Regions from separate parts of the Zea mays genome. Here region 1 is linked to region 2. The links are chromatin contacts, called in public Hi-C maps. All regions are on one chromosome and are shown on one strand. Each heading gives the region's core, a stretch centred on a gene start, on an enhancer-like site or on the middle of the called end of the contact. The rest is flanking DNA. Distances are from core to core; before and after follow the strand shown.

The links. A called contact is a pair of places that touch in the nucleus more often than the background predicts.
Region 1: a contact with region 2 is called in a Hi-C map of leaf, with 6 times the contacts expected there. The contact joins the promoter of LOC103641953 here to the enhancer-like site in region 2. A contact is called at or near these places in 4 of 25 Hi-C or Micro-C datasets (ear, leaf and tassel).

Annotation. Positions count from the first base shown.
Region 1 is chr10:139,347,677-139,354,443 of Zm-B73-REFERENCE-NAM-5.0, forward strand. LOC103641953 (F-box protein PP2-A13) reads right to left here and starts at 3,040. Exons shown (of 3, transcript XM_008665252.4): 1 at 1,082-3,040; 2 at 757-872. The coding sequence starts at 1,456.
Region 2 is chr10:139,085,066-139,092,062 of Zm-B73-REFERENCE-NAM-5.0, forward strand. It overlaps LOC103641951 (SPX domain-containing membrane protein OsI_17046), which reads right to left. Exons shown (of 12, transcript XM_020546117.1): 3 at 712-791; 4 at 297-417; 5 at 1-108. The coding sequence starts at 764. Among protein-coding and RNA genes, the nearest start is that of LOC103641951, 12 kb to the right of the region's middle. Within about 2 kb of position 4,861, at least 16 of the 20 cell types and tissues checked have an H3K27ac peak or open chromatin away from gene starts, as enhancers often do. A contact at or near this core is called in ear and leaf, where this site is marked.

The DNA of each region.
Region 1 (6,767 bases), core at 1,790-4,289, 260 kb after region 2:
ATCGGTCACTAAAAGAACTTCATTGGCTTGCTAATTTGTCAATTGGCGCTGACAATCTGGATAATTAAGTTGTCCGGCGTTGAGGACGTCTAAATGCACCCTACTGGGAAAATAAAACCATAGACCTTTGTTGGGTAGGTATGTGAAAGAAACACATATGTACCAGGAAAAGAGATGTTCAACCAATTCATTAACGAAAGAAACACATTAAATGTTCACCGGAAAAGAATAATGAGTATGACTGTTAAGAATAACGAGTATAGATCGTGTAAAAGTTCATCGCTTCCATTTTTCTCACGACGACGCTGACAGTGACAGGTTCATGGAATGCGATCTTAGGCCTCGTTTCAATCTCACGGGATAAACTTTAGCTTCATGCTAAACTTTAGCTATATGAATTGAAGTGCTAAAGTTTAGCTTCAATTACCATCATTAGCTCTCCTGTTTAGATTACAAATGGCTAAAAGTAGCTAAAAAAAGCTGCTAAAGTTTATCTCGCGAGATTGGAACAGTGCCTTAACCTCCTAATGAGTACATTTAGGCCCTGTTCCAATTTTGCGAGATAAACTTTAGCAGCTATTTTTTAGCTACTTTTAGCCATTTATAATCTAAACATGAGAGCTAATGGTGGTAATTGAAACTAAACTTTAGCACTTTAATTCATATAGCTAAAGTTTAGCAGGAAGCTAAAGTTTATCCCGTGAGATTGAAACGGGGCCTTACTATGGGGGGAAAATGAAAACAAAAGCAAAGTACCTTGATTCCTCTGTGGACAGGTCGCTCCAATACCTCCGATCATTTCTTCCTGTGATCGACATAGCCTTTGAGGAGATGGACATGCAGAAACCTCCCTTCTTCTCGATCCAGAACTCCTACTCGAATAACTGCTTTTAGTTAGACCATCTCGCACCAAAATCATGGGGCATCTATCAAAAGCAAAAGCATCAAGCTATCTCCAGCACAGCAGCTTACTTTATTTCTATATATTTAACCTTTATTTTACGAACATTAAAGTGCAAAATAGTGTTTTTATCACAATATAATTGCAAACGACTAAATAAAAGAAAAAGAGAGAGATTACTTTGGTACCGCCGTCGAACGGGGTGGGCCGGCAGAGGCGCGCGTATAGCTCCTTCTTGATCGCCACAGTGGAACAGCTGCCTTCGGCCGCCACGCCGTCGCAGCCGCAGCTGCAGTCGTCGTCGTCTGCCGCGGCCGCGAGCGCGGCGAGGTACCTGTGGTTGGCGGGCAGCTTGGCGGCCCAAATGCAGTCGGCGGAGGCCGCGCCCCGGAACGCCCGGTTGAGGCAGGCCACCTGGCAGATCTCGGCCGGGTCGAGGTAGAGCAGCACCGCCGCGACGCAGCTCTCCGGCATGTCGCCCAGCGACGTGTGCCGCGGCCCCCACCCCCGGCCGCACCCCTCCGCCGCCCCCACGCTCGACGCGCCCACCCCCATCGGAACTGCAAGATTTCGACGCGCGCAATGCGAGAGGAGCTGTGTAGGATGGATGCCTTTCTTCTCTATGCGGTTAGCGACAGTTTGATAACCGTCGGTCGGCCGCTTCTTCTTCAATTCAACCTACTTGCTCCCCAAGGAGCAAGGGGCAAGCGCAAGAGACCAAGACCATGCATGGGCTGCTCTCCCGTTGCCACGCGTGTGGGTGGAGAACAAGAGGAAGGCGACTCAAGAGAAAGAGAGGCGGAGGTGTGGAGGTGAGACTTGGAAAAAAAGGGTCTTTGTGGGACGGGAGTTGCGAGTTGCGACGGAGGAGAGAAGTATGCTGTATGCGCCGGATGCCTTGCTGACTCTGACCTGGTGGTGGCCGTATAAAAATAGCGCGCTTTTTAGGTAGATCAGATGGGTTCTGCCTCTCTGGACAAGGAAACTGGCTCAAGTGGATATTGTCGCTGTGGGAGATCATGGCCATGTCGTCCGCTGTTTTGGCTAAAGATCATCAGTAGCAGCGAGGTGCGTGGCGATGGAGGGAGTTGGGGGACAATCAGTTCGGCGTCGCCTGGATTTGCTGTCATTGTGGCTCTGGTATCTGTATCTCGGCTACATGAAGTGCTTCGTATGTACAGTAGTGCCCGTAGTGCGGTGGCAAGTAGCCAAGTACCATGGATAATCCTTAAAAATATCATGGATAATCCTTACAACCACAGATGGGCATGCCACAACACTGTAATTCGATTCGATAGCAGTGAAAATTCCTGGCAGGCAGGGCCAGACCGAAAGCAACAGCGTATCAGAAGCAGGTGTCCACGCCGGTCGGCATGTCTGCCAGGATCAACAACTCATCGGCTGCACTTTCCTTCCACAGCAAATCTAGCTGCCCTTTTGCAACCAGAAGGGCCCAAACCAAACCAATCAAGATCTCGTCACGGAAAAGAAGAGCTAGCACGAAAGCGAGACGCCTCTGATTGCACGGGGTAGATTCTAAAACTTCACTGGCCGCGTCGTTGTCGACACACAGAGAGGAGATGTCGCGCGCGTTTCGCATCAATCATCTGCAGGGCTGCAGACTAGCGACGAGGCCCGCCAGGGGTTCTGATGCCAACGCCACCAGCTAGCTAGCGCCGAGGCCTGGAACGATCGGTTCCGGACAGCGAGACGCTTGTGCTCGTTCAGGGTGGCCAGCAAGGGCCGGGCAGGTGGCGCTCTGGAAGGGGAGAATGCAGGCAGGTCCGCCGCAAGTGGCTTGTTCTTCTTCTCCGCTGGATGGATCACGACGGCACGGGGTCGCTAATCGGCATCGTTTGCCATGGGGAACTGATAGGTGATAAGGCTGGAGCAGCGTACACGCGTGACGCGTGCGTGCGGCCGGCCGCATGCGTCCGTCGACCGGCTGCCATACGAATGCTTGGTGCCAACTTCTCTTCGAATTGAGTTCTCTTACCTTTCGGATAAGTCTCGGCCCATTTTTTTTCGTGTGCAATTGAGTTCTTGTTTAATTTGGCACATGGCCATGTTTATTAGTATGTCTTGCCATGCATGTGAATATAAGCATTTTTGGGGCAGCTAATTCTAGCTTATGCTTGTAAAGGAATGCAAGGGCGAGAGTTTGCTTAGGCGCGAAATGGTACGTAGCGTAATAGTTAAGGCTTTCGAGTAACATCTTTAGATCCTGAGTTCAATTCTACCTTAGGGTGATTTTTTGGCTTGACTAAAAAAATCCCCTTCATTGTATCTTGCCTGTTCACGAGTTACGTCATGCGCACTATCCTTCGATCGTTGCAGATTCGACTGTTGCAGATTGGACGGTGACGACCAGCTAGCGATAAGGGTTCAGAGGTTATCGTCCAAAAACATACTTCACTCATCGGCCGAGTGTTTGATTAGGCAGAGAATTAGAGCGAGTGTTTGTTTAGGTAGAGAATTAGAGAAAGGCATCTCTCTTCCTTCCCCTCTCCCACACTCCACGTTTGGCATCGCCAAGACAATACCTCAGGCCCCATATGCTGGTCTAATCATGCGTGACCACGCAGCTTAGGCCAGTGGACGTGGATCCATGTCAGCACCGAGGGACCCAGTCCCCTGTGGGCCTGTCTGTGGCAGCTCTATCCACTTCCCCGTGATGGCTTTATTTTACACTCCCACCGCACGACCACTCAATTTGACTTTGGTTGTAGCCTTGGAGGTGCTGGTCAGTTGCATAGTCATGGCTAATTCTATTTTCGGCTTTAAACTAATGGAATGATTTTCCTCACCACCTGTCTAAGACCCTATTTGTTTTGACTCGAGATTATATAATTCATATTAAATAAGTTAAGAGACAAACAAACAACACATATTATTAGTTGGACTATATAATATAGATACCTAGACTACGATAAGCCATAAATATGTCACTATATAATTATATAATCTACAAGCCAGATTATATAATCTCGGAATAAAACGAACGGGGCCTAATCCTCTTAAACAGAATATATAAGCGGTAACAAAATTCGAGGAATGAAAAGTCATAAAAAAATATCCGATGTGATCAATGTATTTTGATTAAAAGACAACAAACATAAGTAGAGATATAAAGATCATGCCTCAGACCACGAACTGGTTGGCCCTAGGCCTATATCCGCCACCTGATTAGGAGAGAGTGTTGCGAAACATGTGGCTATTTAAATAGACACATCTTCAAAATCTCTCTCTCTCTCAAAAGATATCTCTTTACAAGTGATGATTGTATCGAAATTAATAGGCATTATAGCAACTATCTTAGACAGTTGATATGATACGGTCACCAAAGAGACATGTTATTTGGAACAGAGGATGAGAATGATGTACTTTGGAACGGAGGATGAGAATGGTTGTCTTGTTATTTTGTACTCTCTCCGTTCTTTTCTATTTGTCGTGTTTTAGTTAAAATTGAACTAGCGGACCACAAATATTCGAAAATAGACCCAGACACGCTTTTACCACGCAACTTCGCTTTAACAATTTCCTTATTGCGAGACAGCAAAAAAGAATTGCAAGAGCGGTTGCTGCCTTGCTGCAACAAAACCAATCACTGTTTTGTTGAGAAACTGCTGCAGCAATCACTTGAGCGGGTCTTGCGTATTCAGCCCAGGTGCATCATCCGTGCATCTCGGTTCGCAGGCCATGCATTGCGGGGCAGCCCATACCGCAATCCGAGCGTACGCAAGTAATAGCCTGCAGAGCCGGCCCAGCACGGGCCCAACTATGTTGCATTGCTTTTGTCTGAATGACTGAATGTACGTTTCTTTTACCAGCTAGGTTTTTTTTAACGCCAGAAGTCCGTATGCGGTCGGAAATAGCCAGTAGGACGGAAATAGCCTCTTCGGGGATTTGTTCTTTGCGGGGCCCCGAAGCTACGTACAAGTACAAGCTCCGTTCCGTCGTAAGCGGGGAAGAATAATTGCTCCGCTTTTCGCCGCCACCTGTTGGTCCGTCCGCTAGACTTGCAGACTGGAACTGGACTGGAGGTGCATATAAACATCTGATTCTGAAGAAGCGTATTTGGACGGCCATGCTGCATCTGCTAGTCTGCTCCCTCGTTGTTTGTAATAGTCTGGAATCTGACACACAGACAGTTGACGGGTCAAGCATAAATAAGATATTCATAGAAGGTATTAGTACCATATTACCATCCAGCGCAGAAATTTCTAAAAAAAAAAACACGCACACACACACACAATTATGTCAACAGTGGAATACAGCTCAGAATGCAGTGCGGTAAGTTTAGAGGAACCAGTTGGTACGAGCATGATACTGAAACTTCCTGTGCACATATCACACAGCAAGTATCTGCTAACATATGCATAACTCTAGCTCATAGGTACATGGTAATTAAACTGCATAGGGCGGAAGCAGCCGTCGATGGCCCCTGTTTGTTTGGGTTTTTTCCAGCTTCTGGTCACCAAAAGCTGCTGCAGATCGCCAAACGCCCCAGCTTTTCAGCCAGCTTCTATAAGAATCGCTTTGGTAAAAACCGTCAAAAATCAACATAAACACAAAATCGGTCGAATCGTCATGATAGTAGGAATCTGTTGCTTTCTAGATCCTGAATCCTTTAGACCACTTCATCTTGCTCCGCACGTAATCCACATAATACTCAAATTCTTCTCACAGTCAGATTCTCTACACAGCCAGATTCTCAGAAAAGCTGGTCAGAAAAAAGCTGAACCAAACAGGCCCGGTGTCGACTGTCGAGCCATTGCACTCTTCCTAGCCGCGGTCAACCGCTCGGTCTTCCTGCCGATGTCGACATCTCGATAGCGACGAATGCTGGAAGGATGGAGACGAAAGCAAGTACACCGGTAGGAATGGCAATATTGAATTACTCGTGAAAGAGTTGCTCCCCATGCCCGTTTTCGTGACAAAAAAAAAATAATTCCTCGTTAGGATCCCTATAAACATTTAGGAGGGTCATTTCTTTCTCGTCTCCCCGCAGGAATAAATCCTGACAGGAATCGCTATCTCCATTTAAATTATATTTAGTACATATATTTATCGTTATTAATGTAAAACATTTTTACCTATACAAGTTGTTAGATGTAAGAAATATTTATGTGTATATTAAAATAAATACATTTGTGTAATGATTGATTTTTTGACAAAGTAATTATATATTTTTATCATTAACTAGTACACGAAAACAATCATTATGTGCAAGTTTAACCGTTCCCATGAGGAATGGAGATGGCGAATTCCTCGCAGGAAATTGGGGCTCCATTGTCATCTCTAGACACGGGGGATATAGATTCATGCACGGACGTTTGGCTGGAGAGTCAAATAGACCAGAGCGGCTACATTCCAGTTTTTAATAATGGAACAGTTCTATTATGCGTTTAGCTTATCCTCGAAATGCGCGAATCCAAAGGGACAAATATCTCTGCGTAGATCGACCGATCAAAGCGTAGCAAAATGCAAAATCACTGGCAGACCGAGACGAAATAGGCAATAATCTGCACACTTGTAGTCTTGTAACTCACCACATGAACGTAGAAGATCCGGTATCCTCTCCTTTTTGAAGCTTCTCCTACAATCACGACATCATACGAAGCCACCGTCTCTAGAATTCTTGATTACCAACATGGCCAGGCGCAGTTCAAGCACTGCGATTTCGTTTCAGGTCAGCCGATGGCGACGGAGATGTGGTCAACTAAAACGATCCGACAGTAACTACAGTGAGTTAATGTTTACCAAAACCCAATTCATCACAACTGTCACGCTTCCGGATCGACGACACCCGTGGCAATCCGAAGGCCAGCCACGCTCCAGTTGCCGCAGTTTCCACGAGAACACT
Region 2 (6,997 bases), core at 3,611-6,110:
TTGTGATATGTCATACTCTTCCAGAGCAGAGCGTTTTTCTCCCAATTCCTCAATCCTACTGGCAAGATGGCCTTGTTGTTGTAGCAGAAAAAGCACGATTCTTTCAATCTTGAACAAGGAAATACATGTGTGTTTTAGCTCACAACTAAGAAAAACGATCCCAATTCACTAAGACTAAGTTTGTCGTATGACACTGTTCCAGTCCCTACAAGGCTACAAGTGACTACTGACAGAATAGACATGATGCTCAAAATCTTATATTATGATCATTTCAAGGGAAAGGCTTCTTTGTATACCTGGTCATCAAGAATCCTTGAAAACTCTTTAAGAACTTGTTCACGATCTTTCCCACCATGCTGGGTCTGTTGGACATATTGCTTTAACATTTTCTTCATCAGCTTGTAATTGATGTAGTATCTAGCAATGGAAAGACCAAAAGGCTGATAAGATTTCTGATAAGCTGTTAAACAAAATGACACTAGCTTGCATTAGCGGGGACTGACTTCATCGTTGTAGCGCAACGTATCAATTTGATAAGTGCTAGAAGTTGTTTAGTTTAATTAGAAAATTAACCAGATGACCATAGTAAGGATTGTGATATGGTGATCTACAGTTATATGGTGCATTAATGTATCCTAGTGGAGTGGGCATTAACGTATCAATTTGATGAAGGGATGGATCATTTCATAAGTACCAAAATAAAAGTCATACCCTTTCCATTCTTCCACTTGATCGGCCATCAATTTCTTTCCGAAATTAACCATCTTGACGTCACAAATAACAGTCTGAAACTGAAGATAAAGAATTTGATAGCCTGTTACAGAAAAAAAGATAATGCAGCCATAGGATAACACTATAATGCTATTTTGGCTATTATCACTCCTTTCTTCAAAGGGGGCGGGGAAAATAATCCTATTATTGCTAGTTTAGAAACCCAATTTCCCCAAGGGCCCGTTTGTTTCGTTGGAATTGAATTCCATTTTAATAATTATAATTTAGACAAAACTAATTAAGTTTATATATGTAATATATTTGTATATTATCCTAAATCATATGAGAGAGATAGTTATATACTACATTTATGTTATACAGGTGCAAGTAGAAAAATGTGCTATAAGTTGTACATCAGAAAAATAGCATGTAAATCTATAGAATCCATTTTCATCTCTCACCTCATGAATTTGAAGTAGGCTTATATGATAACTTTGGAAAGTAGTGGAATGTCATATTCTACAAAAATAGTCTATTCCATTAGTAAGATTCCAATTCCTCGAAATTAAAGGAAACAAACGGGGCCCAAGAGATTTTCCAAGTAAAAATGAACTAATTTCTCTTGGAAAAATAAGGTTTCCAAACTAGACTTATATAAGCAGACTTCATGAAAGCTACTTTTTTATATTTATTGATCGGTAAGCCTGCTTATATGCTTTTACTGAATTGGTGGTTGTCTTGCCATACAGCGGAAGGAAAGACAGCGATGTAAGACTAAGGTTTAGCCAATCATTAGTATACCCTCGCACAACCAAAACACAAATGATGGCCGCTGATGACACACTGTCCTTGTGCAATGTTTTCTATTCACTAAACAAGACAAGCGCGTCATTTGATTGTGCAATGTTAAGTCAACCGATAGATGGGCGACAGTGTTTTAGGGGGTCCTACTTTCTAGCTGTGTGCAGATAACTCAAGTCTGGCGCTCCATCCCTTCTCTCTTTAAACTATTGGTGGATCGAGAAATTCAACTATAATCACGAAATTCCAAACCTTCTGTCGAAGAGTTAATTGATCTTAAAAACCTCAAAAGTCTAGCTTAAACATCAAAATCTGAATCCCCGAACTTCCCACTTGGGGTTCTACCTTCTGACGATGGCGAGTGGGCAGGTGTGCGGGGTCAGCGGATCTTCCCAGGTGTTTGGTTCGCTGTCTAAGTTTAATTCTTCAATTCGAACGACTAACTTTAGTTAAAGTGTGGTACAATTAACCACGAACCAAACAGGCATCAGCTGCTGGAAGCTGTGGTCCTCTCTGGAGCAGGTTTACCATATCGGTAAAAAAAATGAACCTCAACAAGAAACGTGTTTCTCAGATTTCTCGGTTTTTTCATTTTTCTCAAAAAAGGACAAAATTTAGGAAAAAATAGTTCAAATTAATTAGAAAAATGTAGATTTTTTGTAGGTAATGACCAGAAGGAGCAGATGGTACAAACCGAATTCAAAACCGACAAATTTTTTGGCTGATAAGTAAAAAATCAGGTCCCACCGATAAACAAGATTCTCGGTTTTCTCGAAAATTTTTCGCCGAGTTATTTCCCTGCACTGCAGCACGCCGGTGTGGCGCCGTCGCGCCTGCCACGGTGGTGCGCACAAAGGCGTCGTCTGATACCGGCGACACAGACGTGTGCGAGGGTAGGACCGGGGGTCCATTCCTCACGTTGAGGCACGACGACGATGAAGGGCCTGGCGCGTACGTTGGACTTGGCACTGAGAGGAGGTAGGAGGAAGATGACGACGTAACGGGAAACACTCTGGTCGGTTGTCTTGTCCCGGATCGGACGGTTGCCCCCCCCCAACCCACACACACGTGCGGGAAGAATCAATGGTGGATGGATGAGCAAATGAAGAAGCGTTTTGTCGGCGTTTCGAGACCGGGGGGTCCCTGGCCCGACGAGTGAAATGTCGCCGCGTGCCCCAGCCCAGATGGGTCGGCGCGAGGCCGAGCGCGAAGGGGGGAGAAAGGTGGCCGGAGACGGGCGTGAGAGAGGTGGAAATCCCGCGACCTTCGTGTTCGTCCCGCGCCCAGGTCGGGTGCGCTTGCAGTAGGGGGTTACAAGCGTCCACGCGGGAGAGGGAGCGAGTGGCCTTACGCGAGCGCCTGTCTCGTCCTCGTCCCCGCGCGGCCCACCCTCTCTAAGAGGACTCTGGTCCTTCCTTTTATAGGCGCAAGGAGAGGATCCAGGTGTACAATGGGGGGTGTAGCAGAGTGCTACGTGTCTAGCGGAGGAGAGCTAGCGCCCTAAGTACACGCCATCGTGGCGGCCGGAGAGGTTTTGACGCCCGGTTCGTGTGGTGTCGTGGCCGTCGGAGGAGCGCTGGAGCCTGGAGGAAGGACAGTTGTCGGAGCTGTCGAGTCCTTGCTGACGTCCTCTTGCTTCCGTAAGGGAGCTGAGAGCCGCCGTCGTTACAGGGTGTGCGGGGCGCCATCATTGCCTATCTGGCGGAGCGAGCCAGATAGGACGCCGGTCTTGTTCCCCGTGGCCTGAGTCAGCTCGGGGTAGGGTGATGAAGGCGCCTCCTGTTGACGTGGCTGGTCTGCGCCCTAGATTGGGCGATGTGGAGGCTCCACCGAGGTCGAGGTCGAGTCTGTCTTCCGTGGCCGAGGTCGAGTCCGAGCCCCTGGGTCGGGCGAGGCGGAGACCGTCAGCTGAGGCCAGGGCTGAGTCCGAGCCCTGGGGTCGGGCGGAGCGGTGTTCGTCGTCTTCCGGGGCTGAGCCCAAGTCCGAGCCCTGGGTCGGGCGGAGCGGAGTTCGCCGTCTTCCGGGACTGAGCCCAAGTCCGAGCCCTGGGTTGGGCGGAGCGGAGTTCGTCGTCTTCCGGGGCTTAGCCCGAGTCCGAGCCCTGGGTCGGGCGGAGCGGAGTTCGCCGTCTTCCGGGGCTTAGCCCGAGTCTGAGCCCCGGGTCGGGCGGAGCGGAGTTCGCCGTCTTCCGGGGCTTAGCCCGAGTCCGAGCCCTGGGTCGGGCGGAGCGGAGTTCGCCGTCTTCAGGGGCTGAGCCCGAGTCCGAGCCCTAGGTCGGGCGAAGCGGAGCTTCCTATGGCGCTTGAGGCCGGGCCTGACTGCCTGTCAGCCTCACTCTGTTAAGTGGCACTGCAGTCAGTACGGCGCAGGCGGCGCTGTCCTTCTGTCAGACCGGTCAGTGGAGCGGCGAAGTGACTGCGGTCACTTCGGCTCTGTCGACTGAAGGGCGCGCGTCAGGATAAAGGTGTCAGGCCACCTTTGCATTAAATGCTCCTGCAATTTGGTCGGTTGGCGCGGCAATTTGGTCAGGGTTGCTTCTTGGCGAAGACAGAGCCTCGGGCGAGCCGGAAGTATGTTCGTCGCTGGAGGGGGACCTCGGGCGAGGCGGAGATTCTCCGGGGTCGGCTGCCCTTGCCCGAGGCTAGGCTCGGGCGAGGCGTGATCGAGTCCCTCGAATGGACCGATCCCTGACTTAATCGCACCCATCAGGCCTTTGCAGCTTTGTGCTGATGGGGTTACCAGCTGAGAATTAGAAGTCTTGAGGGTACCCCTAATTATGGTCCCCGACACGTTTGGTTTTTAGGGATTATTATTTTATTCCATTTTTAATATCTAAATTTGCCAAATATATAGAAACCAAAGTTCTATTTTAGTTAACATATTTGATAATTTATGGACTAAAATAAAATAAAATGATGAGACTAAAAATTAGTCGCTACAATCTAAACACTCCAAAAATATCAAGATGGATTGATTGACATCAGCAATAATTGACTGGACACCGGGTCCAGGTGTAAGCTACAAGTTGATAAGCCAGCTGGCAGCAAATAAGACGAAGCAGCATCTGACTTGGCAACGAGAATTTTGGCCCCTTTGCAGCTAGAGAAGCTCGTCTGGAACACGGAAGCGCTAGGAGGCCAGAGAACTTGCACAGAACTTGTCTCTTTTGTGACGGTGTTATCTGGCTCGCAAGCTCTGTTTTGTCTCGAGCGATCGTTTTGGGTTGACGAATCAAAGAGAAAGGCAAGATGTGTTTACTTTTCTTCCCTCCTTATATTAGGACCTTTACATGTTTGTTGGGACTTGGGAGCTGAGACAAGGAAAGCTCTGTGATGGCAGGGATTATGGGAGCGAGCCATGAGATTAAGCGCTAGAAACAAAAGAAGGATAGATGCAAAAAGGCATGCATAGCAGGTAGCAGCCATGCGCAAAGCTGTAGTAGCTACTAGCTATAACTAGATCAACGAACAACCTAGGCTGCCCTCTGAACTGAACGGGCGCTGGTCCAGACAGAGGCCAGGCCAGGCCAGGACATGGCTCTCGTCTAGCGTTTCTCTGTGAATCTCGTGGTCTCGTCGCCGGCGTCTCATGTTGGATCGAATGGATGAGACGGCAAAGAGAAGAAGAGCACGCACGCAGAGAGAAACAGGGAGCTGCAGCATCCATGAACAGCCTGTTGGGTCTATGCTTCGTCGCCGAAGGTCTTATAAAGAGAAGTGATCCTCGGATGAAGCTGTTCGTACAAGATAGCCGAAGATGCCTCTTCGCAGAGCTTCGGCATTACAAACCGACTTAAAGATAGAATGACCTTTTAGTCCATAAAGGTCTGAGTCAACGTTGTAAGTTCTTATAAGGGGCATACTTGTAATTCCTCACAGGCTGCGTCCTGTGCCTATAAATAGTGAACAGTATTCCGTTACTGTTCACGCATTCTGATTTTTGCAATCGCATTTCTCGGAATACAACCTTTGTCAAGGCATAGGTATCATTGTATTTTATGATTCAATACATTAAGTGAATATTATATTATGCATCTGTGAATCATTTATCCATTCTTACCTTTTTTACTTTGCATTATTCTATAACGTTTATTGAAAGTTTATTACGAAGGTTCAACTTCGTAATAAGACGCTTATCAACCTTCGTCTAAGATCCATTATCCCAAAGGGTTTAATGCTTCACGGACGAAGGACAAAATCATTTAACATTTTATGTTGCCTTGTTCTTAATTCATAGCATTTGAGAACAAATCCCCAACATTGGCGCCCACCTCCGGTGAACTCACTTCCACTTTTTGAGCTGATGGCTTCGTTCAACAACCAAGCTGGAGTTACTTCGGACCCGAAGCTGGTGCTCCCGATCACAGGTGGCTCGTCCTCAGAGCCAGCTAACAAGAAGCAGAAGAAGGAAGCACAGAGAAGAGTACAGCATGTTGGGGTGCAAGGACCCTTCATCAAATCAAGATGGTCTCACATTCCTATTACCTTCTCTCAAGAGGACCTTCAGCTCAAAGATTACCCACACAACGATGCCATGGTTATCTCTTGTGTTATCAAAGGATTTCTGGTTCACAATGTCTTGGTCGATACAGGCAGTGCAGCTGACATCATATTTGCTAAAGCCTTCAGACAAATGCAAGAGCCAGAAGATAAGATTCATGATGCTACACATCCTCTTTGTGGCTTCGGAGGAAGACAGATTGTAGCACTGGGCAAGATCACCATGTCAGTCACCTTCGGATTCATCAACAACACTAGAACTGAGCAAGTTGTGTTTGACATTGTTGACATGGAATATCCTTACAATGCAATTATTGGTCGTGGTACTCTTAATGCCTTCGAAGCAATCCTTCATCCTGCCTATCTTTGCATGAAGATACCTTCGGATCAGGGACCCATTGCTATCCATGGAAGTCAAGAAGCTGCAAGAAGGGCCGAGGGCAATTGGACTGACTCAAAAGCAATCCATAACATAGATGGAGCTGAAGCTTGTGAACAGTACAAGTTCAGGAGGGAGAAAGCAGCTTCAGCAGACCAGCCGAAGCCTATGCTCTTATGTGAGGACATAGCAGAGCAGAAGGTGCTGTTAGGATCTCAGTTATCCGAAGAGCAAGAGAAAACCTTGATAAGGTTTTTGTTCAATAACAAGGATGTTTTTGCATGGTCAGCCAATGATCTTTGTGGAGTTAATAGAGATGTTATCGAGCACTCGCTCAATGTTGATCCATCCTTCAGACCCAGAAAGCAAAGGCTTCGGAAAATGTCAGATGATAAGGCCGAAGGTGCTCGTAACGAAGTCAAAAGACTCCTTAGTGCAGGAGTTATTAGAGAGGTGAAGTACCCAGAATGGCTGGCTAACACTGTTATGGTAAAAAAGGCCAATGGCAAGTGGCGAATGTGCATCGATTTTACAGATCTTAACAAGGCTTGTCCGAAGGATGAATTCCCTCTACCAAGGATAGACTCTTTAGTTGATGCAGCAGCT